3 separate regions of the Mus musculus genome follow, and regions 2 and 3 are each linked to region 1. Evidence: chromatin contacts called from public HiChIP or PLAC-seq data. All regions are on one chromosome and are shown on one strand. The core of a region is the stretch at or near the end of the contact, and the rest is flanking DNA. Distances in the headings are between cores, read along the strand shown.

Evidence for each region. HiChIP or PLAC-seq counts read pairs in DNA pulled down with a chosen protein or histone mark.
Region 2: a BATF HiChIP or PLAC-seq map of CD8 T cells shows a contact between it and region 1, with 5 read pairs. The contact joins two enhancer-like sites. A contact is called at or near these places in 1 of 484 Hi-C or Micro-C datasets (CD8 T cells) and 2 of 115 datasets of contacts at active chromatin or transcription factors (CD8 T cells and bone marrow-derived macrophages).
Region 3: a BATF HiChIP or PLAC-seq map of CD8 T cells shows a contact between it and region 1, with 37 read pairs. The contact joins two enhancer-like sites. A contact is called at or near these places in 1 of 15 datasets of contacts at CTCF or cohesin (CD8 T cells), 2 of 484 Hi-C or Micro-C datasets (CD8 T cells and group 2 innate lymphoid cells) and 3 of 115 datasets of contacts at active chromatin or transcription factors (CD8 T cells, Th17 cells and effector CD8 T cells).

What each region holds. Positions count from the first base shown.
Region 1 is chr13:36,963,940-36,968,230 of GRCm38.p6, reverse strand. F13a1 (coagulation factor XIII, A1 subunit) reads left to right here. Exons shown (of 15, transcript NM_028784.3): 6 at 106-213. Gm30489 (a long non-coding RNA gene) reads right to left here. Exons shown (of 6, transcript XR_873245.2): 5 at 1,048-1,255. Among named protein-coding and RNA genes, the nearest start is that of Gm30240, 23 kb to the left of the region's middle. Within about 2 kb of position 2,405, at least 5 of the 459 cell types and tissues checked have an H3K27ac peak or open chromatin away from gene starts, as enhancers often do. A contact at or near this core is called in CD8 T cells and Th17 cells, where this site is marked.
Region 2 is chr13:37,128,385-37,132,675 of GRCm38.p6, reverse strand. No RefSeq gene overlaps it. Among named protein-coding and RNA genes, the nearest start is that of Gm30549, 60 kb to the right of the region's middle. Within about 2 kb of position 1,810, at least 66 of the 459 cell types and tissues checked have an H3K27ac peak or open chromatin away from gene starts, as enhancers often do. A contact at or near this core is called in CD8 T cells, where this site is marked.
Region 3 is chr13:36,806,067-36,810,357 of GRCm38.p6, reverse strand. No RefSeq gene overlaps it. Among named protein-coding and RNA genes, the nearest start is that of Gm30489, 16 kb to the left of the region's middle. Within about 2 kb of position 1,902, at least 29 of the 459 cell types and tissues checked have an H3K27ac peak or open chromatin away from gene starts, as enhancers often do. A contact at or near this core is called in CD8 T cells and Th17 cells, where this site is marked.

The sequences.
Region 1 (4,291 bases), core at 1,156-3,655:
ACATTTCTAAGCAGTAGGCTGTGGTGACATCTTATTTTTGGACTCAGCTCATCTTGTTTTGTTAAGTGGAGATTAAATAGTCTCTCATTGTTATCTCCCAAACAGTTCGAAGACGGCATCCTGGATACTTGCTTGTATGTGATGGACAAAGCTGAGATGGACCTTTCTGGCAGAGGCAACCCCATCAAAGTCAGCCGAGTTGGATCAGCAATGGTAAGAGGCAGTGCTGATGACTAAATCTAGTGTGGGAGCCATTGGTGTCAGAATAGAAGTTAGTTCACAGAAAGATGTGTTAGGTTTGAGTTCAGGGTGCCTGGTTGGCCTTGAATTCTTTCTTTCCCATATGCTACAAAATGAAAATTTTCACTCAAAGCTATATGTGGCTCTGCTTCACAGAAGATAATGGATATCATTAAACAACTAAATATGCAATCTTTTTATCATGTTGTATATATTTATTTTATGTGTGTGTGTATGTGTGATCTCACACATGTGTATGACCTCAGAGGATAACCTGTGGGGGATCAGTTCTCCTTGACCATCGTATGTGACCAGGGGATTGAACTCAGATTGTCTGGCTTTGTGTCAGGTGCCTTTACCCACTGAGCCATCTTGACAACCCCTGAGCATCTAAGAATCTCTTGTCTGGAGATTAAGAAATGATCACAACAAAAATGTTAATGACTGTAATCAGATGACCAACCAGTCAAACACAGGATACAGATTGCTACCTCAGACATGACTTTTCTCCATGTTTACGCTTGTGGAAACATTAAGGAAATAAATGGCTAAGGCTGGAGAGTTGATTCAATATAGAGTGTATATACCAAGTTCAATTCCCAACACTACATCAGGAAGCCTACAAGTGACTGTAACCTGAGCTCCAGGGGATCTGATGCCCTCTGCCAGCCCCCAAGAGCATCTGTACTCATGTGTACAGCACCCCAAAACATGTATACAAATAACAAAAATGAATCTGGTATGAAGAAATAAACACTCAGTAAAACCCTAGTTTCTTTGCAACGGGACCACACTGCAGAACCTTACCTCTTATGATGTGGATGTTGGTTTCTCCCTGGAAATATTGTAAGATAAGTGAGCGGCTAGTCGTCACTTCCATCACTTACACAAGCAAGAAAACAGGATGGTGAGAGCTTGTCAGTGATAAAGCTTTTGCCAGAACCTAGGTCCACCGACTCCACCTGTGAATGCATTCTCCCTTTCGCATGACTCACTGTAGGGGACCCCAAGACATCTGCAAGAATGCAGGGATCAGGTTAGGAAGTTAACTAAAGGACTACCTGGTCCTAAGCTGTACTGTATCCCTCGCACTCAGACAATCATTGGTACATAATGAGCATCAAGTCTGGTCCAGGTGCACAGTATTACTCAGTTATGGTAGGCCACATTTATCTCATAGGAAGATTGAATGGAGAACATCGTTATATTGCCAATGCCTTTACATCTTCTAAAAAAAAAATTCTCCCTGGAAGAATTTTATCTTCAATTTTGTTTTGTGAATCTTTTGAGTCAAACAAAATCAGTTTTGTTGACACATAATTACATGGCCAGGAAAGATATAGTATGTATATTCTGACTAGGTGCTAAAAATAGAGACTCTGACTTTATTAAGAACTGAGTTACATGGAAATTTAAGATGTGCTGGGTCTTACAACATGAAAGCAAAACCTAACATCTAAGGACAGCTTGGGGCTGGAGGCACAGCTTAGCGGTAAAAGCTTAGAGGGTCTCCTTAACATGTATGAAGCCCTGGGGAAGGAGCATTCAACCTCTGACCCCCAAATAATAAACATGTGTATTTAGATGCATAAAATAAAAAAGTTTTGTTTTCTCATGTTATTTGCATGGTGTGATGAAAAGATAATTTAGTCCTAAAGCCTTTGGCAATATCTGGAGGTCATCTTTGTACAACACATACCAGATCAGTTTTCTACATGGAAAAGAAGCCACCCTTCTTTTTTTTCTTAATTTTTAATTCTTTTTAGTTCCCCTTAGAAGCAACCATGACATGTTGCAGTGAAGAGAAGCAAGAAGAAGGAGTGATAAGATATGAACTGTCTCCCTCTTATTCATTCTAAAATAACACAGTCTTCAACCTGGCCTTACACACTCACTGTGCATACTTCCACCAAATGCAGAAATCACAAGCCAATCCAAAGCAGCACAGAGGAAAGCAAAAGGAGACAATCTAACCCACACTGTCTGTGGCTGCCTCTGACCAGGCATAACACCAATTTAAATTGCCTCAAAATGGCATTAGCTCTAAAGAGCCTCTCTCTCTAAAGTTCTAATTTGGAAAATGATCATCACGGTTACACAGCCTGGTACCAGGGAGATAAAATCTGCATAGAGAATAATGTGGTTGAGGTTTGGTTTGTTTTCTGGAAGGGATGACCTTGGGTGTTAAAGGAGATAGGTACTGCTCTGAGCAATTTGAAGTGGTAGCTCCACTTCCCCTTAGTTCCCCATGCCACTCTTCACAGTATAGAAAGTTCGATAGTTGAGAAAACCTCTTCACCCCTGTTATCCCCTTTAATCCTCAAAATAGCTTTTGTGAGTCTTTCCAAAATCTGTTCAGCTGTAGTGATTTATAAAGCTAAAACAAGGAGCCTCCAGAACTGGCTAAGATGGTGATGCATAGAAAAACAATTTTCTGATCATATAGACAGACCCTACATGATCACTGGAAACACACAGTGGGATTTCAGCATAAAGTTAAGTAAAGAACAAAGGTATATGTAAAGGGAGCAGATCTTCTTATTTCCCAGTTAAAGATTTTTCTTAAGATATGAAAAGATGCATTTGGAAGCTACAACAAGGACATATTTGAAGCTGGACGAATCCAGCCAAAATCAGACTTCACAGTTAGATGGCCATGTTGTTCTCCTGAGCTGGCCCCCAACCTCTGATAGCTTCGTGTCCATTTCCAATGCATCTCATCCCTGCCACTGAACAGATGCGCTAGAACAGAGGTGCATGAGATGGGTAAACATTTCAGGAGGGCCACACAGACTGTGCATGGATTCCAGAAGATGCATATGATCTGCAAACCCTTCCAGAGGACCACAGATTCTATGCATAGATTCCAGGGGATGCATATGGCCTGCAAACTCTTCCAGAGGACCACACAAACTATATATGAATTCCATTTCATACACAATGGAGTCACTGCACGCAGAAGCTTCCTGATGCAGCTGCTCCTGGAAACCATGAGGAGAAGCAGCCTAGCTCTGGCTGGACACTTGAAGAAAGTAAAACAGGCATCAATATAGCACAGGAGTGCATGACTGGAGCCCCAAAGACAAACTGGCTTTCTGTGGTCATGGCACATAGATTGGCAAGGAGATGGCAGGAAAATGGCTATGTATGAGGCTATAGGAACACAGAAGTGATAACAAGCTTTCAAATGATAAGATAAATAATGAGTTTGGCTTTTCAGACAACTTTCTGATGAAAATCTTTGTGGTACAGTCTATCCACCCTCAGATGGCTGCTGTACTGATAGTGTGTGCAATATATTGCCCAACAGCATCCCTGAGCCTCTATTCAAAAATTCCATGAACACACCATAATATGCCAGCTGAAACATTGAAGAATGTCTCCAGATATGGCCAAATGTTCCTTGGTGTATAAATCCCCCTAACAAAGATGGAGTCTGTGCTCAGTTTTCCTACCTATAAAATGGAGGTAACACCTTCTTCTTGCCTGCATAATAGGCTTCGTTCAATTCTGTTTTCCATGCTTTGCTGAAGAGACCAGGGAAATTGTTTTGCATAGGAGGGCCTGTAGCTGTATCAGGAGACAGAGTCCTGGCTCTGGTTCTGCCGTTAGCCATGTGAATCAGGGAAGAGCACTTAATTCCAGGACATACTTCTCTTCCTTTTTCAAATGAAGCTTTCTCTCTTTAGCCAAACACCTGAAATTCCCATGTGCCTTAGTAAGGGCTTTATTTCTGTGAAGAGACACCATGACGATGACAACTCTTACAAAGGAAAACATTTAATAGGGGCTGGCTTACAGTTTCAGAGATTCAGTCCATTATCATCATGGCAGGAAACATGGCAGCATCCAGGCAGACATTGCACTGGACAGTTCAGAGTTTACACCTTGACCTGAAAGCAGCTGGGAGAAGACTATCTTCCACCCTGGGTGGAGCTTAAGCATAGGACTTGACACCCACTTTCATAGTGACTCACTTTCTCCAATGGCCACACCTACTTCAACAAGGCCACACCTCCTAATAGTGTCACTTCCCATGGGCCAAGCATAT
Region 2 (4,291 bases), core at 561-3,060, 170 kb before region 1:
TCTGAAGAACCTTCAGAGTTGCCTCAGCAGAAGGGAAGGAAAAACCAAGTCTGTGAGGCACTGTCTCCTGTCTCTCCTTGCTTGAGGACTGATCTCAGGTGGTGAAGAAGAAGGGAGGGTTTAACATATGGAGAAAGATTGTATACACATGTATATAAAGGGGGGGGGTTCTCAGTAGAGATGGAAAATGTGACCAACCTATGAAACAGAATTTCCCTCTGACCCTTAGATGGACAGGTTCATTTCTGTGAGTTCTAGAAGAAACCCCTTGGTATAAGCAAATAGAGTGAACAATTTCAAACAGCAATGACATTGCCTTGTAAATGAAATTGCCACAGGATTTGACCAGGAGATAATCAGTGGGCATCTTGGCAAGGGTTGTTTTATTTTTAGTAGTGAGAACCAAAGTTTATTTGAAATAGGGGGAAGAAATAACAGGAGAAGAGATGGAGTAAAAAGCATAAAAATATTCATATGGAGGATGCAATAAGAGTGGACTAGAATCTAGAAGTGAGGTGAAGAACAAGTGAGGGCTTATCATATTGAGATTGTATGCCAGTGTATACAAATGAGGATTGCTCAAGAGAGTTGGAAAATGTGACCAACATATGAATCAGAATGGGAGACCTTTGAGACTGTTGTCACTGTGGAGATGGACAGAGGTAGCAAGTCCTTCATGGTATTCAATATCCTCTCCTTCAGGAGGCATTCCCTGATATGTATGCAGTGCAAGATGGAGAGCCTCTGGGAAGCACTGGCCACTGTTGTTGTTAGCACTAAGCCCTGTTTGTGCTTCCTTTTCATTTTTAAACCTTGCCTTACTGTAAGACACACCCAACTCAAGCAGGGATCATGTCTGCCTTAATCAATGCCTAGTCACCATCTCACTGCAGATAACTAAACAAATATTTATTGAGTGAACGAGTCTATTGATTGACAGAATAAAAGAGCTTGCTAGTCATTGCTTCATGTGATAGGGAAGTTCCACTCTGACAGGTTCAATCCTATGGGCCATAGCCATCACATACATCATTATAGAGCAGTGGTTTTCAGCTTTCCTAATGCTGGAACCCTTAATACAGTTCCTCAAGTGGTGGTGACTCCCAACCATTAAATTATTCTTGCTGCTACTTCACAACTGTAGTTCTGCTACTGTTATGAATCATAATGTAAATATCTGTTATGAAGATGATCATAGGCAACCCCCTGTGAATGGGTCACAACCCACAGGTTAAGAATCACTGGGATAGGGGTTGCCAGGCACCAGCTCTGGGATTTTAAGTGTGTACTGCATGCTTAGCTTTTAACATGGGTCCTGGGAATCAAACTCAGGAATGTAAGTTTATGTACCCAACACTCGAGTGACTGACCTGTCTTCCCAGCCATACCAGCCACCCCTAATAGAGAAACTTAACTTTTCAAGTGCATTATCTTGGCCAAAGACAGTTTCACTGGTGTGGTGGCAACAAAAAGTCTCTTTGAAGTGGAAAAGGGGGCATGATCAGAAGGACTTTGCAGGCCCATCCATTAGTTCCCCACTAACCTCCTCTTTAGATCTAATTCTACATGATTCTCCCCCTCTGCCCCCTGCCCCGCTCCTAATTTCCCCAACATCATCAGCAAACATTTGAAATTCTGGCAGAAGTGAAAGAAACTACAATAGTTGTACCGATAGATTGATTAGCTTCCCTTAGATTTCCTGGTGGACAGGTTTGTTAGCTTTCGTTGGTAGCCGTTCAAACACCTGCCACTCAAGGGTTCCGGTACAAGAGGGAGAAGCAGCCTTTCCTCCAGCTAGCTTGCCTGTGAACTCTCTGTGGGTGTGTGACTTTACAGAAATAGAACGGCTCTGGCGGTTACTTAGGATTGCAACACAGCGAAACGTGAAATTGCTTTGCAGCTGTTCTTTGCAAAACGGACCCATTCAATACGGTCTTATTTTTTTCCATTTAAGATTCCTAATGACAAGGCCAAGTCAGTTGGCTTCAGTGAACTGAGCTGCATCAGGGACCAATATTTACTGGCCTTCAAGCAGGTGCCTATTTCCCTGTTGAGACCCTGGTCAGGTCCAGGAGCTAAACTGAATAGGATTTTGGAATGATTTGGCATTTAGCTATGGATATTTTGATTTTCAAGTCCAATATTTTCCAACTTAATGCAGTTTTGCATAGATTTACTGGTGGCTTAGGAATTTAGTTTCTTACTCTGGGATGGGGTCAGTATTTGCTCTACTGATAGCTTGATAGCATATCTCAGCACCATGTAGTGTTTTAGTTTGAATAGGGCTTATTACTTTCATCTAAACAGCAGTATGGGAATTGGTTTGTCCAGCTAATGCAATAGCCCAAAGGCTAGCAATCCCATTTGGAAAGCTTAATGTAATATTTATTAGATTCTGGAGATTAATGTAGTTAATTCTTGATTGTCTGGATGTGGTTTATAAATATTATCAAACTCTCTCTTTTCAGATTCTGGGCAGTAAATTACACCAGAAAAGCAAATTTCATAGTAAATGAGCTATTTGATATGCACAAATCTCCTTGTTCAATATGCACATTTTAGAATTTTATTTTGGTTCACTACTGGAATATTATCTGATCAAAATAAAACATAAAGGGAGCAGCTTGATATAAAGAACCCCTCTTTGGATTGAGGTCCCTGTACCACTACTGATCATTTGTGTGCTATTAGACAAGCAATATTTAGGCATTTTGAACAAGTTTGGGCATGCTCAAGCTCAAATATGGCGTAGTTAAAACACCTGTTCTCTATCTGTCTCAGGACTATTGTGAAGTTAACAGAAAGCTGAATCTTGTTTAACTTCCATGTCATCTTTGAAAATGCTATGTAGTTGTTAAATAAAATGTACTTGTTGCAGAGGATTGCCATATCTGGCCTCAATGGGAGGGGAGGTCCTTGGCCCAGGAGAGGCTCGATGCCCCAGTACAGGGGGATGCTAGAGCAGTGAGGCAGAAGTGTGTGGGTTGTTAGGTGGGGGAGCACCCTCATAGAAGTAGGGGGAAGAAGGGATGGGATAGGGAGTTTTTGTCGGGGAAACTAGGAAAGGAGACAACATTTGAAATGTAAACAAATAAAATAACCAATAAAAATAAATTAAAAAGTGTACCTTGTAAACTCCAAAGAAATACACACATATATTAGGATTTGCATTGTTTCATAATCAGTCCTTCCTATTCTTCTTCTTCTTCTTCTTCTTCTTCCTCCTCTTCCTTCTCCTACTTGACTCACTTCAGTTAAAATTTCTCCTCTCCCTTCTTTCCCCCTTTTTCCTCCTCCTCTGCTTCTCCTTATAATAGAGAATGAAATGCTGTTTGTCAAAGAGTTTAAAGCCTGTTTCTGACACGCAGAACTAGTGAAACTGTTGGGCAGTGGGACTTGCACCACTTGCTGCCTCAATCATCCCTCCTCTCGTGCACTGTTCACACACATACTGTGCTGGTTAAGATTCTTAACTCGACCTAAGCTGGTCCTTGAGATGAGGAGCCTCAATTGAGATAATAACTCCATCAGATTGCCGGTATGAAAGTCTGTAGGGCATGTTTGTTTGTCTGTTTGTTTGTTTGTTTGTTTAAATTAACAATTGATGTATGAGAGTATGAGAGCCTAGTTCAAGGGGATTGGTGCTACCTTTGGCAGATGACCCTGGGTGATATAAGAAAGGGGGCTGAAATGTCATGGGAAATAATCCAATGAGAAAGGGTCTTCTATGGCATCTGCTTAAGTTCCTGCCTCTAGACTCCTGCTTGAGTTCCTGTCCTGACTTTCTCCCATCATGGTCTAGGATATGGACGTGTAAGCTAAAGAAACCCTTATGTCCCAAGTTGTTGTTAATTATGGAATTTTATATCAGCAAACATACTAGTACATCACTCAGTATGACTTTGTTACAGAGTCGGTTCAGTGGTGATGTTACAAGTTCAAGATGTGGTCTACATCTATGAACAAAACTATTTTAGAGAAAATATTGAAAGATTCATATACCTTTGGTAATATACCATAGCTTGGCTGTTTAATAATATCAAGAAAATATGAAATTGGATTCCTTCCCTGACCCACATGTCCTGCAGTAGGAGATTAGGAGAAAGGAGTATATTTTTCTGTTTCCATGGAAATGGACTTGATCAGAAAGGCAAGACACAAGCATTAATCACCTAGATAGGAGAATATTATCCTCCTACAAGAGACATGTTGCTATGGAGAAGGGGCACCAGTATGGTGGCCAGACACCAAGAAAGAAAAATAACAACTTGGGATTTTTTTTTGTTGTTGT
Region 3 (4,291 bases), core at 653-3,152, 160 kb after region 1:
TACTTGTTTGTCATTTGAATTCCAGGATATTTGCAGCCAGTTTCCAGATTATTCACTATGTCAAAGATTCGCCAGTGACTTTCCTTTATATAGACTGCACACTGGAGCCCTAGGTGGTGAGGATGAAGCAGGGAGTGTTCAGCATCACTAACGTCATGGCACACTTTCTGAGAAAACAGTTCCTTGGGTGACTTTATCGTTGTGTGAACACTAAGCCATGTGATTAAGTAAACCAGAACCAACCGCACGCCAAGACCATATACAGCTCACTTCTTCCTTCCCAGTCCTTCCTTGCAGAACTGCAGAGCTTGTCTTGTTGCTCAGTACAATAATTGACAGTCTCAGCCAGCATTACCTTCCCACTAAATTAATAAAATGTGTCATTGTAGGGGAGTTCTTGGATTTCTATGTTCTTCCATCTTGTTATCTTGCATGACTGCTGGGTTTGTTTTCTCTTTTGCTTATTTGTTTTATCCACTTATTGCACTGTTTGGCATTGAGCCCAGGGCATTGCACATGCCAAGCAAATGCTCTATCACTGGGCTACATCCTCAACCTCAGATGATTGGATTTTAAAAAATATTTGTCCTATCTTGAGATGATCACGTAACTTCTTAATAATCTATCTACATACTAAGCTGCATCAACATATATTTCTATTAGACTACTAATGTCAAATAACTGTCCATCCCTTGGTTTGGAGGTACTGTCACTTTATTTAAGATTTTTCCTGTGTGCTGATAAGTGAGAGCTTTGCATACATCCCTCATGCACAGTGCCCTTGACCGATCTTTATAACAAGATTATACCAGCCTCATAAAAGGAACTGGAGAATTTGCCTTCTATTTTAGTCAGTGGAACACATTATATAAGGCAAGAATTATTGGTTCCTTCGTATTTTATGAGAATAATTAATGAAATAGTTTGGACCAGTATTTTTAAGGGGAAATAGTTTAATTTTTTTTCAGATTTTTAAAGGCATAGGACTGGTTATCGCTGCTTCTTCAAGCAGATTAGCAGGACTTATATTTTTCTAAGAATCTATTTCACTGAACCTTCAAACTGTTAGACATAGATTGCCTTAGATCTTAAAATGCACAATTACTAGACTTAAATTCTTTTTTATTTCTAATGTCACTTTTGGTGACATTGTTAATCATAAGGCTCTATATTATTTAAAGTTCTTTTTTTCCTTTAAATAAGTTATTTTGCAAATAACTTGTTTCTCTATTTTAATTTCTGTGTTTGATTCTTTCATTCTTTGAATTTATTCTGTTCTTGATTTCCTAACTCCTTGAGATTTATGCTATTTTGTGAATTTTCAATTTCTTTTTCTTTTAAACTTCATTTAAGAATGTGGTTATATCTCAAAATACTGCTGTGGTAGTTTGAATGAGAGCAAGCCCCATAATCTCATATGTTTAAATACTTGGTCCCTAATTGGTGAGAGTGTTTGGAAGGGATTCAGAAATATAGCTTTATTGGAGGAGATGTGTCACTGGAGGCAGGATTTGAGGTTTCAAAAGACCACACCCATTCCCAATTCGTATTCTCTCTCTCTCTCTCTCTCTCTCTCTCTCTCTCTCTCTCTCTCTCTCTCTCTCTCTCTCTCTCTCTCTCTCACTCTGCTTCACAGTTGTGTCTCAGGATGTAAGTTCTTAGCTACTGCTCCAGTGCCTTGCCTACTACTCTCTGCTTCCTTACTCCCTGCCAGGAGAATCTCTCACCCTCTGCAACTTTAAGCTTTAATAAGCTTTGTCTTCAAGAAATTGATAATGATAATTGATAATGGTATTTTAGTACAGCAATGAAGCATAAGTAAGACAGCAACTCTATAACATTGAGAATTTTAGTTGATCAAAGCTGTTTTCACTCCTTTCTAGAGATGCTTGGTCTTCTATTGTGACTTCTACTGACAGAAATCATTTGAATTTGTGGTCTCTGTATAAATGATGGTAGTGTCTTTCTTTAACTGATCTGTAATTTTATTTATGACAGAATATTGATATAGATAGATAATCTGCATGACCTTTTCAGTGTTTCTGAAACTTTTTATTTAGCTTTTACTGGTTCTTTGTGAATTTCACATCATGCACACCAATCCCACTTATCTCTTCATCTCTTTGTACCCACACTCTGCCCTTGCAAAAAATCCCCAGCCCCAAGTCAGAGGGGAAAATCTCATTGCGGTCGCTGTAATGTGTCACAGTGTGTTCCACAGTGTAGTCCTTGGTTCACTCTGTTTTACTTACAGATGTTCATTGCAGTGAGTCACTGGTCTGGTTCAAGGTTCTGGTTTCTGCTACACTATCAATATCCTGTAAACACTTCATAGTTGGATTTGGTGGAGTTTTCTTAACCTGACTTAAGAACCTCTGGTTTAAATATATTTTTAAGTTCCATGTTTTAAAGTCACTGTTAATTTAAACTTACTCTGATCACCTTTCCTGCCCACTTAGCCATGATATTTTGGCCTCTTTTCTATTCTATTCTTCCTTTTCATTTATCAATATTGATTTTCAACTCCTTTTTTTCCTTCCTCTACCTTTATGCAAGTGAGTGTTGTGTTTTTATTTTAATAGTTTAACTTTAAATGTGTACTTCTTAAGACAGATTCTCTCTTCTTGAACAAACCAAAGACCTTGTGTAACCTAGTCTGTACCATCTGACACACAGGCAAAAAGAAAGAAAAAAAAGGAAACAAACAAAGAAAGAAAAGCAAACAGAAATTGAATCATAAACTGTGTTTCATTTGGAAAATCAATAATTTGAGAGGACAGTGGATTAACATCTTAGAATATGGCCTCTAACTGGCATGTTGTACAGGAAGAGAAAGCAAAGACCACTGGTCCTTTTAAAGCCTAGTGGTGTCCTTCTGGTCAGTTGGCTTTTCTGTTGACTATACTTTCTATCCCTTTGTCTTTGCATTCCCCTAAGCAGTCAGCTACTACATGTGTTGCATGTATGGGGCTGTGGTAGAGATGACTTGTGTCTAGCCTTACATTATTGTCCAATCTCTTACTCATCATTGCTCTCACATTCAGCTCCTTCATCCTCTGTTCATTCATTTCTTGGCCACAAGTTATCTCACATAGACTCATTTGTTTAGTTCGTTTTAGTTTGAAAATATCTCCATTTTTGTCCACACATTTCAGTGCTTGCCTTTCCATGTGTGAACCTCTACTCCAATCCTTATTTCCTTTTGTCCCTTTCAACTAGTAATTGACTTCCAGCTCCTTTTGTAATGATGAAATATCTTTTGAAACTCTGCTATTGTTCTTTTATAGGAATTTTTTTCTGATGATTTAGGTTTTTTTCCTTTGGTTTTAGCACACATGAATAATTTTACTATGGTATGCTTGCTATAGGTAGGCTTATTTTTATTTCACCATCAACATTAAGCTTATTTTTCTTAAATTGTAACAAAAATATTTTTCACCATTATTATAGGAGACATTATTTTTCTGTTTATCCCTTTCTTCTAGAATGCTTCCCAGATACATATTTAATTTCTTATCCTATTCTCTGCACTATTGATTTTACCTTTGTATAATCCAATTTCTCATCTTTTTGTTACATCCTGGCAGTTTTGAGGTTTCTTTGCTGTTGTTATTTTGGAAAATTGATTTTTTTTTCATATATTATATTCTGATTACAGTTCCCCTTCCCCATTCCTCCCAGTCCTTCCCCACCTTCCCCGCCTTCTGTATCCACCCTGTCTCTATTTCTCACTAGAAAACAAGCAGGCATCTTAGAAATAATAATAACTTAAAATATAATACAATAAAACAAAAGTAAATGCTTGTTTCAGATTCCCACACATGCATATATTATCTTCTAATTGAATCCACTTCCAGCTCCCTCTTTTTTAGCTCTTTCCCTATCCCTCCACCACTTTCTCTCCCAACCTCATGGGTACTGTTTTAAAAATCCACAGTCGCCTTATTGTTCCATATATGTGCATTTGTGTAGGGCCATCTACTGAATCTCTCTTCCTAAGTATCTGTCAACTGCCAATAGTTCCTCAGTGGTGGTATTTTGCCAGCCTTGAGCTTATAAAGTTCCTGCATGTGCTCTGTCTTTTCTACTCAGAATAGCGTATAGAAGAAGCCGTTGTTTTCCTAGTACCACCATATTAGATCTCGTTCTTACTGATGTCTGCCTCATACAGCCCCAAGACTCTGACTCCTGCACCTTTAAACATTGAAGTACCTACATTAACAAGACCGGAAGGCATGCCCCGTCTTCAGGGCACCACAGTATCTGCTCACACTCAGAATTTTCAGTCTCT